Linked DNA regions of Mus musculus: regions 2, 3, 4 and 5 are each linked to region 1. Evidence: chromatin contacts called from public HiChIP or PLAC-seq data. All regions are on one chromosome and are shown on one strand. Each heading gives the region's core, a stretch centred on a gene start, on an enhancer-like site or on the middle of the called end of the contact. The rest is flanking DNA. Distances are from core to core; before and after follow the strand shown.

Region 1 (2,765 bases), core at 96-2,595:
GAGGAAACATCCTGGAAGGTAGACACCTCCCCTGGAGCAAGAGGAAACATCCTGGAAGGTAGACACCTCCCCTGGAGCAAGAGGAAACATCCTGGAAAGTAGACAACTCCACTGGAGCAAGAGGAAACATCCTGAAAGGTAGACACCTCCACTGGAGCAAGAGGAAACATCCTGGAAGGTAGACACCTCCACTGGAGCAAGAGGAAACACACTGGAAGGTAGACACCTCCACTGGAGCAAGAGGAAACACCCTGGAAGGTAGACACCTCCACTGGAGCAAGAGGAAACACCCTGGAAGGTAGACACCTCCACTGGAGCAAGAGGAAACATCCTGGAAGGTAGACACCTCCACTGGAGCAAGAGGAAACACCCTGGAAGGTAGATACCTCCACTGGAGCAAGAGGAAACACCCTGGAAGGTAGACACCTCCACTGGAGCAAGAGGAAACACCCTGGAAGGTAGATACCTCCACTGGAGCAAGAGGAAACACCCTGGAAGGTAGACACCTCCACTGGAGCAAGAGGAAACACCCTGGAAGGTAGACACCTCCACTGGAGCAAGAGGAAACACCCTGGAAGGTAGACACCTCCACTGGAGCAAGAGGAAACACCCTGGAAGGTAGACACCTCCACTGGAGCAAGAGGAAACACCCTGGAAGGTAGACACCTCCACTGGAGCAAGAGGAAACACCCTGGAAGGTAGACACCTCCACTGGAGCAAGAGGAAACACCCTGGAAGGTAGACACCTCCACTGGAGCAAGAGGAAACACCCTGGAAGGTAGACACCTCCACTGGAGCAAGAGGAAACACCCTGGAAGGTAGACACCTCCACTGGAGCAAGAGGAAACACCCTGGAAGGTAGACACCTCCACTGGAGCAAGAGGAAACATCCTGGAAGGTAGACACCTCCACTGGAGCAAGAGGAAACATCCTGGAAGGTAGACACCTCCACTGGAGCAAGAGGAAACACCCTGGAAGGTAGACACCTCCACTGGAGCAAGAGGGCAAGATTCACTTCTGAACTTACTGTGGCTTCTTTAGCCTGTGTTCCAACTATCCCAACCGCTCTGCACTGAACTGGCAGTCTTTCAGCCCACCTGATGTCGCAGACAAAAGTCAATGAAATCTGACACTGACCCCAGGTTAGGAGAGGGTGATCAAGGCTACACTAAATTATCAGGTAAATGCCAGGCTGGGATGTATTCATCATACAAGACTACTCATAATTCCTGCTGCCCAGCTGGGGCAGAGTTGTATAACTGCCAGGATGTCTAGACACACCAGCTGAGTGATGGAGCTCTGCTCTGTACAGAGCGTCTGACTGTGGTTTAGCTTCTCAGTGGGAGTCCTCACTACAGCTACTCTCATTCAACATATTATAAGACAGCCTGAATGGAGTCTGTCCAAAGGTGCCTGACAAAGGGGCTTTTTTTATTTTAATGACTTGTTTGCTGGATGCACAACAGGCCTGCAATGGGCTATGGGCTCTTAGTAGGGTAACTGTCCTGTGGGGCCTGAAGCCCATCTAGGTGTGACTCATCTGCCCTGGTTCTGACTCTCAGCTGGAGCTCTGTTGTTCTGGCATGTGAGAATTCTGGATATTTGTGAGAAGTATTCCAAGGCTGATTCCTATCCATTTACTTTCTCTCCAGGGGGCTGTCACGAGACAGATTCTCGTTGTCTCCTGGGTTCTGGTTATGTATTCGGGGCAGTGGGAGGAAGTGAGTGGCAGACTGCTTGTCTAGCACACCTGAGTCCTTGGCACCATAAAAAAAGTTACAAAGGCAGAGGAAAGCATGTGAGAGCTGGAGGCTGGGAGAAGAACCATGAAAGGCTGTCTTCTGGACAGGACATAGCATGGTGCTCGGGTTCCACTGCAGCTATTTTCACCCGGGTGAGCCTGCGTCAACAAGATCCACTCAACATCCCAGCAAACAGGGCTATCTGGACTCAGAGCAAGAAAAAAAAGAAGAAAAGAGGCTAGGGAGGGACGTGAGAGTCTGTGGGAAGACGCAAGGAGAGAGGCTGGAGGCGAGGGAGGTGGAGTGCTGGGATGGGCATGGTCAAGATACATTGGAGATGTGTAAGACTATCAAAGAACAAGTCAGAGATAGTCCAACAACAAGAACCACAACAGCACCATCAGCAACGACGAAGATGGATCTAATCACGCCTGAGGCTTCCTGCTTTGTGTGTGTGTGTTGTGTGTGTGTGTATGTTTTTCTTCTATATATTCTCAGCCAGAGCTGTGACCCATAATGCTCTTTGAGGCAGTATGGCACATGTTCTTGGCCATCTGTGCTGCAGGCATCTGGCCACTTGTTTTTTGGTATTAGCCCCAAAGCCACAGGGAATGGCACCTCCAGCCATCGCCTTGCTTCCACTGTCTACATCGGTGAGAAACAATCTAACAAGAACTGATTTTTCCATGTTAGATCCCTCAGTCTCTCCATGGTGGGGTGGCCTCCAGATGCATGCAGGGGAGGTGCGGACTGTCTCCTTATGATCCGCTGTAGTTGCTGGCCCCGAGGCTCCCACAGGAAAGGTAGATTTGAATTCATTATTTTGTATTTGTGTCTATCTTTTATAGATGGCATTTTATAGACACAGAAGCACTGATGTAAAAACACACATTTCTGTTTTAGTCAAAGCCTTACCTCTTTGTCTGCATCTCTTCTTGTCTTATCCTCAGACTGTGGGTAAATGTCTCCAAGAACTTAAAGTAGCAACTGGGAGTGATGTAATAGTGCTTTCCAGTTTCTTCA
Region 2 (2,765 bases), core at 90-2,589, 500 kb after region 1:
CACACACACGTTCTTGTCTTGGAAACCTGTTAGACATACTAGGTGGAGATAATGGCGCCAGTGTCTCTTCCTTTTCCAAGCTTGTATGAAACTCTCCAAGTTTGCCTCAGGTAAGGACTTGAGACTATGTCACACAATCCCTAGAGGCCAAATCCTGAACCCCAATTCCCTCTCAGTCCAAGCAGCATCCTTCCTGTGGCAGAGAAAGGGGTACCAGGATTAACCTTGAACTTTTATCTACTTAGATTTTTTTACTACAAGATCAATGGGCTATGGCTCTATGCTTAATTTTAACCTGACTTGCTTCTTTTCTGGACAGAGAAAAAAAATCCAATTGCTCGTGGAACATTATTGCCCTGTAGGTGTCAATCCAGGCGCTGCAGTCACAGCCATACAGCGAGAGCACAGAACAGAGTCGCACACCTATGTGGTCACACGTAGGAAAGGGCTCAGCATAAACATAGATGGTGGAAAGGAATTCTCCGCTGACCCTGCTGCCATGCTTGGGCCTGGGCAAGATGGTAGCTGCTTCTCTTTGGCCCGGTAGTCTTTGGGACTGTGCCTTAGCATCGTACCCTCTCCTGTCTCTCAGATGATGAGCATTTTCCCAAATGGGTTCATCGCATCCATGTCCTAGGGCACGTGTGGCCCTTTTGCCTGTATCAGTGAGTGTCTCATGCAGACTCGAGGCTGCTTGGGGGAAGGTCTTCTGGCCAGAGGCAGGTGGACATGGAGGAGGTTCTTCTGAAACTCATGGCTTCTGGTTTGGTTTCCTGCCCTCAAGGTCAACCCATTGTATTCTGTTGCTGGTCCCTGCTGCCTGTCTGGGAGGCTCCAACTAGCCTGGAGACCAGGGCAGCTCAGCAGCACCATGATGGTACCAATGGCAAGGGTGTCATGACACTAATGAGTCACTGCTGGGCCTAGTTCTCTGTGACTCAGACAGGAAGCCGGTAGCCAGTGAAACCAGAAGCTTCTGTGGACCTCTCTGGGTTGGAAACCCCTGGGTGTGTTTTAAGCTTCTATTTCTAGAAGCCAAAGGGGAAATCGGCATCAGAGAGACTGATTTACCCATATTCGGCTGTGTGGAGAGACAGGACTAGGAGAGAATGGTTGTGAGCCAGGGCTCTTGTTTCTTTTTTTTTTTTGGTCTTTTTCTTTGGCTCTTGTTTCTTAATCATACTACTAAAAAAATATCCTCTAAGAGTTTTCAGCTGGAGGAAAGCAACTGGAATCATGCAAATGAGACAGTTTGGAGTGCCATGGGAGGGGGTCCTAGGACAAGGGAGTGGGTGGAGCTGAGGGGCTGCTACAGCACAGGGCACAGAGAGAGCGGTGATGCACACAGCCCTGCCACTGTCGGCCCAAGGGGAGGCTGGAGCAGTTGGCACCGCTACAGCAGAGAAGGCAGGCCCTGAGTCAAAAGTTCAAACAAAGCAATTTGTAGTCCTTTATCTGATCACTTAAAGGAGAAGTCGCTATGCACACGTTTAAAAAGCTGTAAGAACTTGCTTTAAAATGTAAAATGATGAGCCTTCTGTTTCTTGAAATGTCTGAACAACTGGATCACATCTTGAGTGCTACTGAAGTTTTTAGGGCAAAAGCCTGAGCTCTGACGGTCCAGAAGAAATGACTTCTCCTGTCCCCAGAACACCAATGAAAAAGAGAAACAGTGAGAAAGAGCTGGGTTTGCTTAGTGGGGCCATGCTGGGGAGAGGACTAGATAAGGGGCCCAGTGACTGGTGGGGGGGGGGGGAACGGGGGAGGGACAGAGGAAGAATTACCACAGAGGCAAGTGGTCTGTACAAAGGAGCAGTCAGGGTGTGGGCTGGTTGGTCAAGTCCTGGTCAGGGTATGGGCTGGTTGGTTAGTGTCTCAGTCCTGTCCTACAAGGTGGCCTGAAGAAGTCCTCCCTTAAGGGGATCTTTCCAGGTTTTGCTATTCCTGGTGTCCAAGGTGACTGCAGGTTTCACACAGTGATTTTTCTCTGTGCCTTTCAGCCTTGAGGGCCACAGGATAGGTTGGACACTTCTGGAGGCCAGCAGGACAAGCAGATGCCAGCGCGAAGGAGAGATTCCAGGTTCCCTTCCCGCTTGCAGTAGCTTTGTGAGCTGAAGTGAGCAACCCATGCCTTTTTAGCAAAAACAGATTCTAAGCGCCGTTCTCTGAGGAGCAGCGGTGTGGGTTCTTGGCCTCTCTGCTGTGTACTACAAGCTCTCAGGGGAGAAGAGAGAAAGGTCGCTAAAGGAGCTGCCTGCGGCCCCCTCCCAGCCAGCCACATCTGGGGTGGTTTGATAAAATACCTGGGCTTATTACTTAACCAAAACAAGCTTGGGGCCAGGAATGGTGATGCACGCTTTTATCCAAAGCATTCAAAGAGGCAGAGGCAGGTGGATGTCTGTGAGCTGGAAGCCAGCCTGGTTTACACAGCAAGTTCCAGGCCAGTTAGGGCTATGTACTGAGACCTTGTCTCAAACAAAATAAAACAAAACAACCACAAGGAACAGAAACAAACAAACAAAAAAACCCAGTTATTTGCTTCAAGTACCCCTCCCATCTGTCATTCCCGGGCCATCAGAGCTAACTTCCTAACACAAATTCAGGCAGGCTACTTTTTTTTTTTTTTTTAAGTATTTAAGCAGGGCTTCCTGTTGCTGCATGAAGTTCAATATTTTGGCTCAGAGCAAAGAAAATCTTGGTTGATTTAACCCTCTAGTCGCCAGCTTCACCACTGATTGCTATGCTTCACATCTCTTGCTGCTATG
Region 3 (2,765 bases), core at 139-2,638, 380 kb before region 1:
CACCCATGCCTAACTCCATTTCCCGGGGATTCAATGCCCTCTTCTGACCCCAGCAGGGCAGGCACCCCATGTGCACAAGCAAACACTGACATACGTAAGAATTAATGGACTGACCTTCTTAAAAGATGCTTCCTGTGGGCTTGGAGAGATGGCTTAGCTGCTAAAGGCTATGCTCACAACCAAAAGTAAAAGATGCTCCCTGTAAAATCCTGTAGTAAGTACTGCCACCGCAAGCTGCCAGTACCAATATATTTTTGATTTTTACTTACATGTGTGTGTCTGTGTGTGTACATGTTAGTGTGAGAGATGTGTGGTCAGAGGGCAAATTTAAGGAGTAGATTCCCTCTTTCCATCCTTAAGTGAGTTCTGCATGCTGAGTGTCTCTGCAGTCTCATTATGATACACACACACACACACAGAGTTCGTGTTATGCACTGAGCCCGGGTTCTTGAGATTGTTAGCTGCTCATCGGTTTTTTTGTTTTTGTTTTCTTTTTCCTTAACGTGTATATTCATAAAACATGCGTCTACCATACCTTCAACAATCCTTTAAGGAATGATGAAGCTGACCTTTGTGTCCCCCTCCCGGAACTTGTTCTGAACTGCTGAGATGGGACTGGGTAGTTTGCTTTGGGGAATGAAACCGCTTGCAAACATTTATGTCTAACGTGAGAGTGCAAACAGTCTCCATGTTTCAACTGGTCCAGGAAAAGACTAAAAATCCCCACTATCCAAAAAAAAAAAAAAAAAAGTAGAGCAGGTGCTTCCTAACTGGGACGTACAGTAGCACCATTTTATAAGCTGGTACTCTCGGGTCTGGGTAGGAAAGGAAAGGGGCACTAAACTAAGCGACGGACAGGAAAGCGACGGTGCAGGGGGAGGAGCCCACTCAGCGACACGTAAACCAACCAGATCCCGAGCGGAAGTTAGGAGCTCCCCCGGGTGCAGGCCGCTGTGGGGTCCGGCGCTGCGGAAACCGCCCTGCCTGTAGCTGCTGGGGTCGCCTCGCTGGGTCACTGGGTCTCCGGGTCAGTCGGAAGCAGACGAAGGGACAGTGGCACCGGGTGGGCCGACTGTTTCCTGGGCGTGCTCAGGCCGCGCCAAGGGTAGAGAAGCCCCGGGCCCCAGGGCGGTCCCTGCAGCGACTCACCTTCATGGGGTCCGCCAGGTAGAGCTTCTCGGCCGCCCGGCTGAACTCCTCCCAGGTCTGGAACTGAGGCATCGTGGCTTCAGGCAGCGAGGAACAAGGCCGCGAAGCGAGTCACGGCGCTGTCGCCCCGGCGGCCCGCCGCTCTCCCGCAACCGCCCACAGCGCTGCACTCCGGCGGCGCAAAGACGGAGGCTCACGAGCGCTCACGCCATTGGCCAGCCTCGGCCGCGCGCCTGTCCAATGGGCAGGAGGCGTGATGTCGGGGGGCGGGGCCTCCGCTCTGAGAGGTCGGGAGAGGAGAGGGCGGCTGCCACAGCGCCGCCTGCAGGGCTGGAGGGGATAGTGCCTGTGCTGCCTTTCCAAAGACTAAGGAGCTCTGTGACCTGGTACCCAAGTCACAGTCGTGGTGATGACAAGGCGCAGCTGTCACACTCAAAGCCTAATCAAGGAGTTGGGGAGACATAACGGACGCGCAACCAAAAACTTTCTGTGGTAGACTTTTGTATCGGGTCAGTGGAACAAAAAGGAGCAAGGCTCCCAGAGGTGAGACAAACTGAATAGGGAGTAGAGAAGGGCGAGACCTCTAGGCACATTTAAGATCTGCAGTGTACGTGTACTTAAGAGGAACAGTAGTGTTCAAGGGAATGGAGGAAGAGAAGAAGCACAGAGAGAAGGAAGCTACACTGTGGCATCTGCTAGGATACGAAATTTGAGTCTTTCCCTCAGGCAGAGTGTGACACAGGACAGCTTTTAAAAGAAATTTTATTGGGGTATATAGTTTATGTGTGCAGTAAACATCGGCTTTGAGAATATACGATCATGGATTCTGAAAAAAATACATATACACACACGTCACACAGCCACAGAGCATATACCTACTTGCCTAATGTCATAATCAATATATGGGGGTATTTTTCACCTCTAGAAATTTCTTCATGCCTCCTTGTAATTCATTTCCTCTGTCTTCACTCCTGGCCCCACGAATGTTTACTCTTACTAAAAATTACATCCCCCTGTCCATTGAGCTGCTTTTTCCCCCTTCCCTTCTCCATCTTGCTCTGCCCCTCCTCAATCCGGGCCCAAAGGTTTGTTGTTGTTGTTGCTGTTGTTGTTTTTATTTTTTGTTTCTCATTACAGATGGTTGTGAGCCACCATGTGGTTGCTGGGATTTGAACTCATTCATGACCTCTGGAAGAGCAGTCAGTGCTCTTAACCCTGAGCCCTCTCACCAGCCCCCATTGATCAGCTTTAAACAGTTTTGTTGGGTTTTTTGTTTTGTTTTGTCTTGTATTGTTTTGGGTTTTCAGTGCTAAGGATTGTGCATTCTAGACAAGGTCTCTGCCACTGAACTTAGCCACATTCTCCTCCCCATCTTGCCTTCCTCTTCCCTATCTTTTTCTTTTCTTTTTCTTTCTTTCTTCTTTGTTTGTTTGTTTGTTTGTTTGTTTTTCAAGACAGGGTTTTTCTGTGTATCCCTGGCTGTCCTGGAACTCTCTCTGTAGACCAGGCTGGCCTTGAACTCAGAAATCCGCCTGCCTCTGCCTCCCAAGTGCTGGGATTAAAGGCGTGCGCCACCCCTGCCCGACTTCTTTTCTTTTTCCTTCTTTCTCTTTCTT
Region 4 (2,765 bases), core at 170-2,669, 350 kb after region 1:
CCCCCAGAAAAGTAGCTTCCTCCTATAAGTCCCCAAACCTGTGCATGAAAGACACAGAACACACCATCTCACTTCCTCTCCATGTCTTGTTCCAATAGAAGCAATGCCTTCAGAAAAATCCCAAGCTTTGGGGTCCTGTTAGAGCAGGGAGTGCCAACATTTGGAAGGCAAGCAGGCTACGGAAGCGTTTTGATTGGCTGGGATACAGAGCGCCCAACCAATGAGTGCAGCTTGAGTACTACCTAAGTCTCTTCCCTTGCTGATTCTAAGCTGCTCAGGAAAATGTCTCATGTGCTCCTGGGAAGGATGGAGCACTGGTTCTAGACTCAGACAGTTGTTTTGGGGCTCTATGAAGTACCAAGCATTTATCCCAGTCCTTGCTCAGCCATCGAGGACCATGAAGCATAATCAAAAAGTAGCTATCACTCATAACGTTGTCACTGGATAGTCTGTGCTCTGTAATGCCCAGAGCCAGCCAGCAAAGGGTCAGATCTGGAGTCCAGCACTCACCCTCTTCCTTAGTTGTCTTCGGCCTTTGCTAATGAGATTCACTTTCCCTTATGAGACGGAATAAAGAACACTTCATAGTACACCCATCAATACCAACATGGGCCGTGACCCAGCAGGCTTGGCACCAGCCCTCTGTCATCTAAGGATACCCAAACAATGTGCCCAGGAGCTAATGAGACCAAGGAAAGCACTTTAAAGCCAACACAGAGATCTCAGTCATGTCCTGACTCCACCAGTCTCATCTAGTGGGGCCCTTTGGAGAAGCAGGGTCAGCAGATGCATCTCCCCGACAGCACACACAGGACAGCTTGTTACTGTCACAGGGCAGCGGCTGCTCTTATCTTGAGCAGGGATCCCTGTGCTATGGCCTGCCAACAAGATGGGACCAGGCCAATTCCATAGCAGAGTCTAAAGGGGCAGAGCCACTTAGACTAGGCAGAGTGGGCCAATGATTAGGGATAAAATGGAACCCACCCTTCTGTCTGCTGCTCCTGTATATCTGACCCCCGACCACCAATACACCACATTCAGTCCCATGATCCTCTGATCTCTTTATACTGCCATAATAATATACATCTTAAATGTCCCCAAAGGCCTATATGTTAAAGGCTTTGTCACCAGCCTGTGGTGCTATGTGGTAGAAGCTTGAGGAGGTGTGGCCTAGTGGGAGGAAGTTACATCATTAGGAGGTGTGGCCTCGTGGGAGGAAGTTACGTCATTAGGACATGGCCTTGAAGGGCATATTGGTGGGATTTCAGCCCTTCATATTCCATCATCCCCCCACCACCTGCCCTATCTCTCTTCTTTCTCTCTTTTCCTCTAGGCAAGCAGCTGTGCTCCAGCACAGCCTCCCCACAATGACCTCATCGCAGGTCCCAAAACAGGAGAGGAACTGACCGATAACTAAAACTTACAAACTGTGAGTCAGAAGTTCCCCTCCTTTAAGCCAATCACGCCAGACACTTGAGCACAGCTAAAGAAGGCTGACTCAGCCACAATCACTGTGGTCCCTCATCTACCATTCTCTCAGACACCTCCCATATGCCCCTCATGTTACAAGCAGAGCTACCCCTAGTCCCTGTATCTTCCATCTTTATAGGTACCTACCTACCCATCACTAGCTCCCTGACCTTGAATGTACCTTTTACCTCCCCAGACTGTGACCTTTTTGTTTATAAAATAAGAAGACTAATGTTCCTGCCTCAGCGGGCTGCAGGGAGTGTGGAGAAGAGGCCTAGCCCACAGTACAGAGTACAGAAATGAGAATTCTGCTAGATTTGAGCACGGACTCCCTCTGTGTCCACACTGAGGGGCAACTCCACAGGGAGCTCGGGCTCTGTGTGAGTCACAGGGACCCTGCTGGGATTCAATATCTGTCTCACTGATTTGTGTGACTGCAGGCAAGTTTTATTAACCTTTCCAAACCTCAGTTACCTCAAATAATAAAAAAAAAGAACAATAATACCTCCATCACTTCAAATATAAAGAAAGGACAATTATAGTTCCTATCTCAGAGCCACTGCAAGGAGCAAAAGAAATGATGGGGACTAGAGAGATGGCCAGCTCAGAAATGTGCTCGCCATACTGAAGGGCTTTCCATGTGAGCGTGAGGACCACTTAAAATGTGTCCATGTGTACCCGTGACCACTCACACATGCACACATATACACATGAAAACATACAGAGATGGCTGGAAGGGGAGGGAAAGAGGAGGAGAGGGAGAGAAAAGAAGAGGAGGAAGAGAAGAGGGGAGAGAGAGAAGAGGAGGAGAGGGAGGAAGAAGGAAAAAGGAAGGAAAGAAGAAGAAGAAAAAGGAGAAGAAGGAACATATATAAAGCAAAGAGACAAAGAGTCCCAGGGCCAGTGCTCAGTAGGTAATGATGCCACTTTCTTAACTGGTTGCTGTCCCTGAGATATTTTTCCCATACTCCTGACTATGAGTCTTCATCCCTGGTCTAAGGCAAAGTCATCAGCTTGACAATCTAAGTCTAGTGAAAGCTGTCACTATGGAGAAGACACAGGTAACAACTGGAAAGAAAGCAGGTAGGTGAGAGAGACTGCAGGGTTCATTCACCCTGTCACAGCTGGGGACTACGATCAGCAGACAAACCAGCAAGGGAGACCTCGGCTGCCCTGTCCCTGGACCGACATGGAGAACATAACCTGAACACAGAACACGCTGGCATCTTCAACCCCTGTCTGGGCCAGACTAGCAGATGCAGCTAGTTCTGGGGCTGTGTGCTGTGCCTCTGATA
Region 5 (2,765 bases), core at 96-2,595, 350 kb before region 1:
CTTAAGTTCCATGCAGATCGTCTCACCAGCCTGCTCTCCCCGAGGGCCTGCAAGGGCCTCTCCTGCTTACAGATAAGTCACCGAACAGTCACCAGGGAAGTGCAGACCCTTATGCTAGGCAACATGACCTTGTTTCCTCCAGCTTAGGACCACGGGTGGACTGAAACTGTTCAACCGAATCTTGAAAGATCCTGGTGCCAGCCAGTCCTCAAGGAGGCTGTTTAGACTTTTTCCAGGATCTGTGTCACAATGCAGAGCTCTGGACAGGGGACTTGGGGTGTGTAGGGAAACAGCGAACTGGCCTTGTGTATCCTCCGTATTCAAACTGTGGCAGAGTATATGACCCCATGGATTTGAGGGAGGAGGAGGAGGTCGGGACTTAAACTGGAAACAAAGCCCTGGTCTAGGCAGTCACTGTGCCTCATCTACGCGTGACACAGTTGTTCCGGACCTTTCCGCACAGTAGCTCTTGGCAAAGACTCCAGGAGGAGTGGTTCTGAGCATTGTTCCATCTTCATAGGACCTAGGACGTAGGTACAGATAGCCCAGCTCCAAAGTCTAAGACAGAAGCTTCACCAGGCTTCCCCTGGGCTCCCTCTTGGGACAGTGTGGAATGTGTTGAGTTTTTCCAGATGATCCCAGGCCCAGGCTCTTCACGGAGGAGGCCTGGCCAGCTTCCAGATAATTATAGCTCAGTGCCCGAGCCAGGGCCCTGCTGCCCAAGACCTGGGGACCAAGGCCTTTGATCACAGCAGCGTGACAATCTGTCCTGTTACCGAGAGAAGCATTCTTGTCACGTGACCCTCCGAGATGGGCCAGTTTGTAGAGAGCAGTGTTTAGTGACTGGCTCTCGCACTGCACAGAGAACATGGTGAACCGGGTAGGCTTGATTGCAGAGGGAAACTAAGAAGACAGGTTGTGGCCTCTCAGTTGGTGAAACAGACACCTGAAATAACCCCAGCCCTCAGGCCTGACCCCATAGCTTCCTTGTCCCAGGAAGGAGCTTTATCCGATTCTTGAGAGCACAGCTCAGTTCTCTTCATTATGGCCCCTCTGTGTCCTGAAGCTAGGCCTTTTCTCTCTCCTTTTGAGATATACCCAAGGAGGGGGGTCAGTTATCTGGAATAACTCAAATGTCCCAGTCTGAAGACCACCTGTGGGTCTGGCTCTCCTGGGGTGTTCAGGAAAGGAAGCTAGCTGATCTGGTGCCTTCTGGGATTTGCATGCAGGCATCTGTTACATGTTCTTTAGCTGCTGGGCAAAAACCTCTGTGTAGACACAACCATCTACTAAGTCAGCTTTCAGGACAGGCCTCAGCAAGCCAGCAGCTTGGTGGGAGGCGCCCTGAGTCAGCTCGGAAAGTAAAGCTGACACGCCACCTGACCTCAGAGGTGAGTGTGTCATGCTTTCTGTTCTTCTTATGGCCTTCTCCTGCCTACCGGGGGACTCAGATGAGAGGCTAGGAACCCCTAGAATAGAGCTGGTGGCCACTTAGACACCTTAATATTACACCCGGTGGCTTCCAAGCCCAAATGCTTGACTCTGCCGTTGGGACTCTGCCAGATCTTTTGTAACATTTGAACACAGTCATCGAAAGCACCAGATGACAGAATTTCCCTCAGAGATTGGGAAATTATGATCGGGATGATGGCATATTTCTGGAACCCAGGATGGATGGCTTCCCAGAGGCCAAGAGAAAGAAGGAGGTCAAACTCCCAGATTCCCATCCCTGCTCTCTGGAAGCAGCTCAACCCTTTGTTGTTTTATATACTGAGGCCGGGGATAGAGTTCATTTAAAGGAGAACTCCGCTGCCTCTTATCCTCCCCGCTTCCTGTTATACAGCTTTTTAAAAGAGGAAACACCAAGCCAGGCAGTGGTGGCCTTTAATCCCAGCACCCAGGAGGCAGAGGCAGGCGGATCTCTTGAGTTCAAGGACAGCCTGGTCTACAGAGCAAGTTGCCGGACAGCCAGGGCTACACAGAGAAACCCTGTCTCGAAAAAAAAGGAGGAAAAGGAGGAGGAAGAGGAGGAGGAAGAGAAGGAGGAGAGGAGGAAGAGGAGGGGGAGGAGGAAGAGGAGGAGGAGGAACAGCAAGAGGAAGTAGTGTATTGTTGTGTTGTTTGGTCCTGGGGATGGGACCCAGGGTGTCAGACATGCCAGGCAAGTGCTGTATCACTGAGCTACATTCCCCAACACTAAGAAGTCAAGCATGAGGAAACACTCTGGAAGTCCTTCAGATCTCAGTTGGGCCTCTCTGAATGAGTCTGCACCCGGCAGCTCAGTCTGACTGACCCTGAAAGAAGATTCGTGCTCACATGATCTTCCCCGGCCCTTGTCTTTGTGACAAAGAGAGATCACTATTTGGAATATTAATCCAAAATAATAACCACATATGGGGATCTAACATAGTTCACAGTTAAAATCACATGAAATTAAGGCATAGATTGTCTTCCAACATAGGAGTCATCTTTCTTCCACCAGCCCTGGGTCAAGCCCGAGAAGGAATGGGGGAGACCAGTTCACTTGCTCCGCTCATCTGTGGACAAGTGACCCTCTGGCTACAGATAGACCAAAAGGAGTATCTCAACCTGTTTAGATGGTGGCCTCTTTTAAAGTGAAACGTGAGGCCAGAGCTCCATGCCATCATTGTTGGAGCATTCCCATGGAGGCTTTTGTGCTGTGCCCTGGATGCCCATCGACAGTGCCCTGGCTGGTCCCATCCCTGGGCTCTGCCTCCCGAAGAGTCCTGTTGCATCCAATGACT

What was found. HiChIP or PLAC-seq counts read pairs in DNA pulled down with a chosen protein or histone mark.
Region 2: a contact with region 1 is called in a FOXA1 HiChIP or PLAC-seq map of pancreatic cancer cells. The contact joins two enhancer-like sites. A contact is called at or near these places in 1 of 39 promoter capture datasets (the 3T3-L1 cell line), 3 of 115 datasets of contacts at active chromatin or transcription factors (astrocytes, embryonic stem cells and pancreatic cancer cells) and 1 of 9 other capture datasets (embryonic stem cells).
Region 3: an H3K27ac HiChIP or PLAC-seq map of embryonic stem cells shows a contact between it and region 1, with 4 times the contacts expected there. The contact joins the promoter of Srp9 here to the enhancer-like site in region 1. A contact is called at or near these places in 2 of 39 promoter capture datasets (liver and trophoblast stem cells), 14 of 484 Hi-C or Micro-C datasets (the CH12 cell line, the G1E-ER4 cell line, Sertoli cells and 6 more), 6 of 115 datasets of contacts at active chromatin or transcription factors (the SCID.adh cell line, embryonic stem cells, fetal liver and 2 more) and 3 of 9 other capture datasets (adipose tissue, embryonic stem cells and pancreatic islet).
Region 4: a contact with region 1 is called in an HNF4G HiChIP or PLAC-seq map of pancreatic cancer cells. The contact joins two enhancer-like sites. A contact is called at or near these places in 2 of 39 promoter capture datasets (cranial neural crest and stem cell-derived epiblast-like cells) and 1 of 115 datasets of contacts at active chromatin or transcription factors (pancreatic cancer cells).
Region 5: a FOXA1 HiChIP or PLAC-seq map of pancreatic cancer cells shows a contact between it and region 1. The contact joins two enhancer-like sites. A contact is called at or near these places in 1 of 39 promoter capture datasets (hippocampal neurons) and 2 of 115 datasets of contacts at active chromatin or transcription factors (embryonic stem cells and pancreatic cancer cells).

Annotation. Positions count from the first base shown.
Region 1 is chr1:181,741,226-181,743,990 of GRCm38.p6, reverse strand. Dnah14 (dynein, axonemal, heavy chain 14) reads right to left here. Exons shown (of 87, transcript NM_001377039.1): 59 at 2,658-2,765. Among named protein-coding and RNA genes, the nearest start is that of Lbr, 100 kb to the left of the region's middle. Within about 2 kb of position 1,345, at least 21 of the 459 cell types and tissues checked have an H3K27ac peak or open chromatin away from gene starts, as enhancers often do. A contact at or near this core is called in embryonic stem cells, pancreatic cancer cells and trophoblast stem cells, where this site is marked.
Region 2 is chr1:181,245,580-181,248,344 of GRCm38.p6, reverse strand. No RefSeq gene overlaps it. Among named protein-coding and RNA genes, the nearest start is that of Wdr26, 35 kb to the right of the region's middle. Within about 2 kb of position 1,339, at least 184 of the 459 cell types and tissues checked have an H3K27ac peak or open chromatin away from gene starts, as enhancers often do. A contact at or near this core is called in pancreatic cancer cells, where this site is marked.
Region 3 is chr1:182,123,360-182,126,124 of GRCm38.p6, reverse strand. Srp9 (signal recognition particle 9) reads right to left here and starts at 1,388. Exons shown (of 3, transcript NM_012058.3): 1 at 1,150-1,388. The coding sequence starts at 1,221. It overlaps Gm33725 (a long non-coding RNA gene), which reads left to right and starts at 1,359. Exons shown (of 3, transcript XR_373761.4): 1 at 1,359-1,692.
Region 4 is chr1:181,394,060-181,396,824 of GRCm38.p6, reverse strand. All of the region lies in intron 1 of Cnih3 (cornichon family AMPA receptor auxiliary protein 3), which reads right to left. Among named protein-coding and RNA genes, the nearest start is that of Cnih3, 43 kb to the right of the region's middle. Within about 2 kb of position 1,419, at least 91 of the 459 cell types and tissues checked have an H3K27ac peak or open chromatin away from gene starts, as enhancers often do. A contact at or near this core is called in pancreatic cancer cells, where this site is marked.
Region 5 is chr1:182,087,016-182,089,780 of GRCm38.p6, reverse strand. No RefSeq gene overlaps it. Among named protein-coding and RNA genes, the nearest start is that of Gm39719, 7.9 kb to the left of the region's middle. Within about 2 kb of position 1,345, at least 139 of the 459 cell types and tissues checked have an H3K27ac peak or open chromatin away from gene starts, as enhancers often do. A contact at or near this core is called in pancreatic cancer cells, where this site is marked.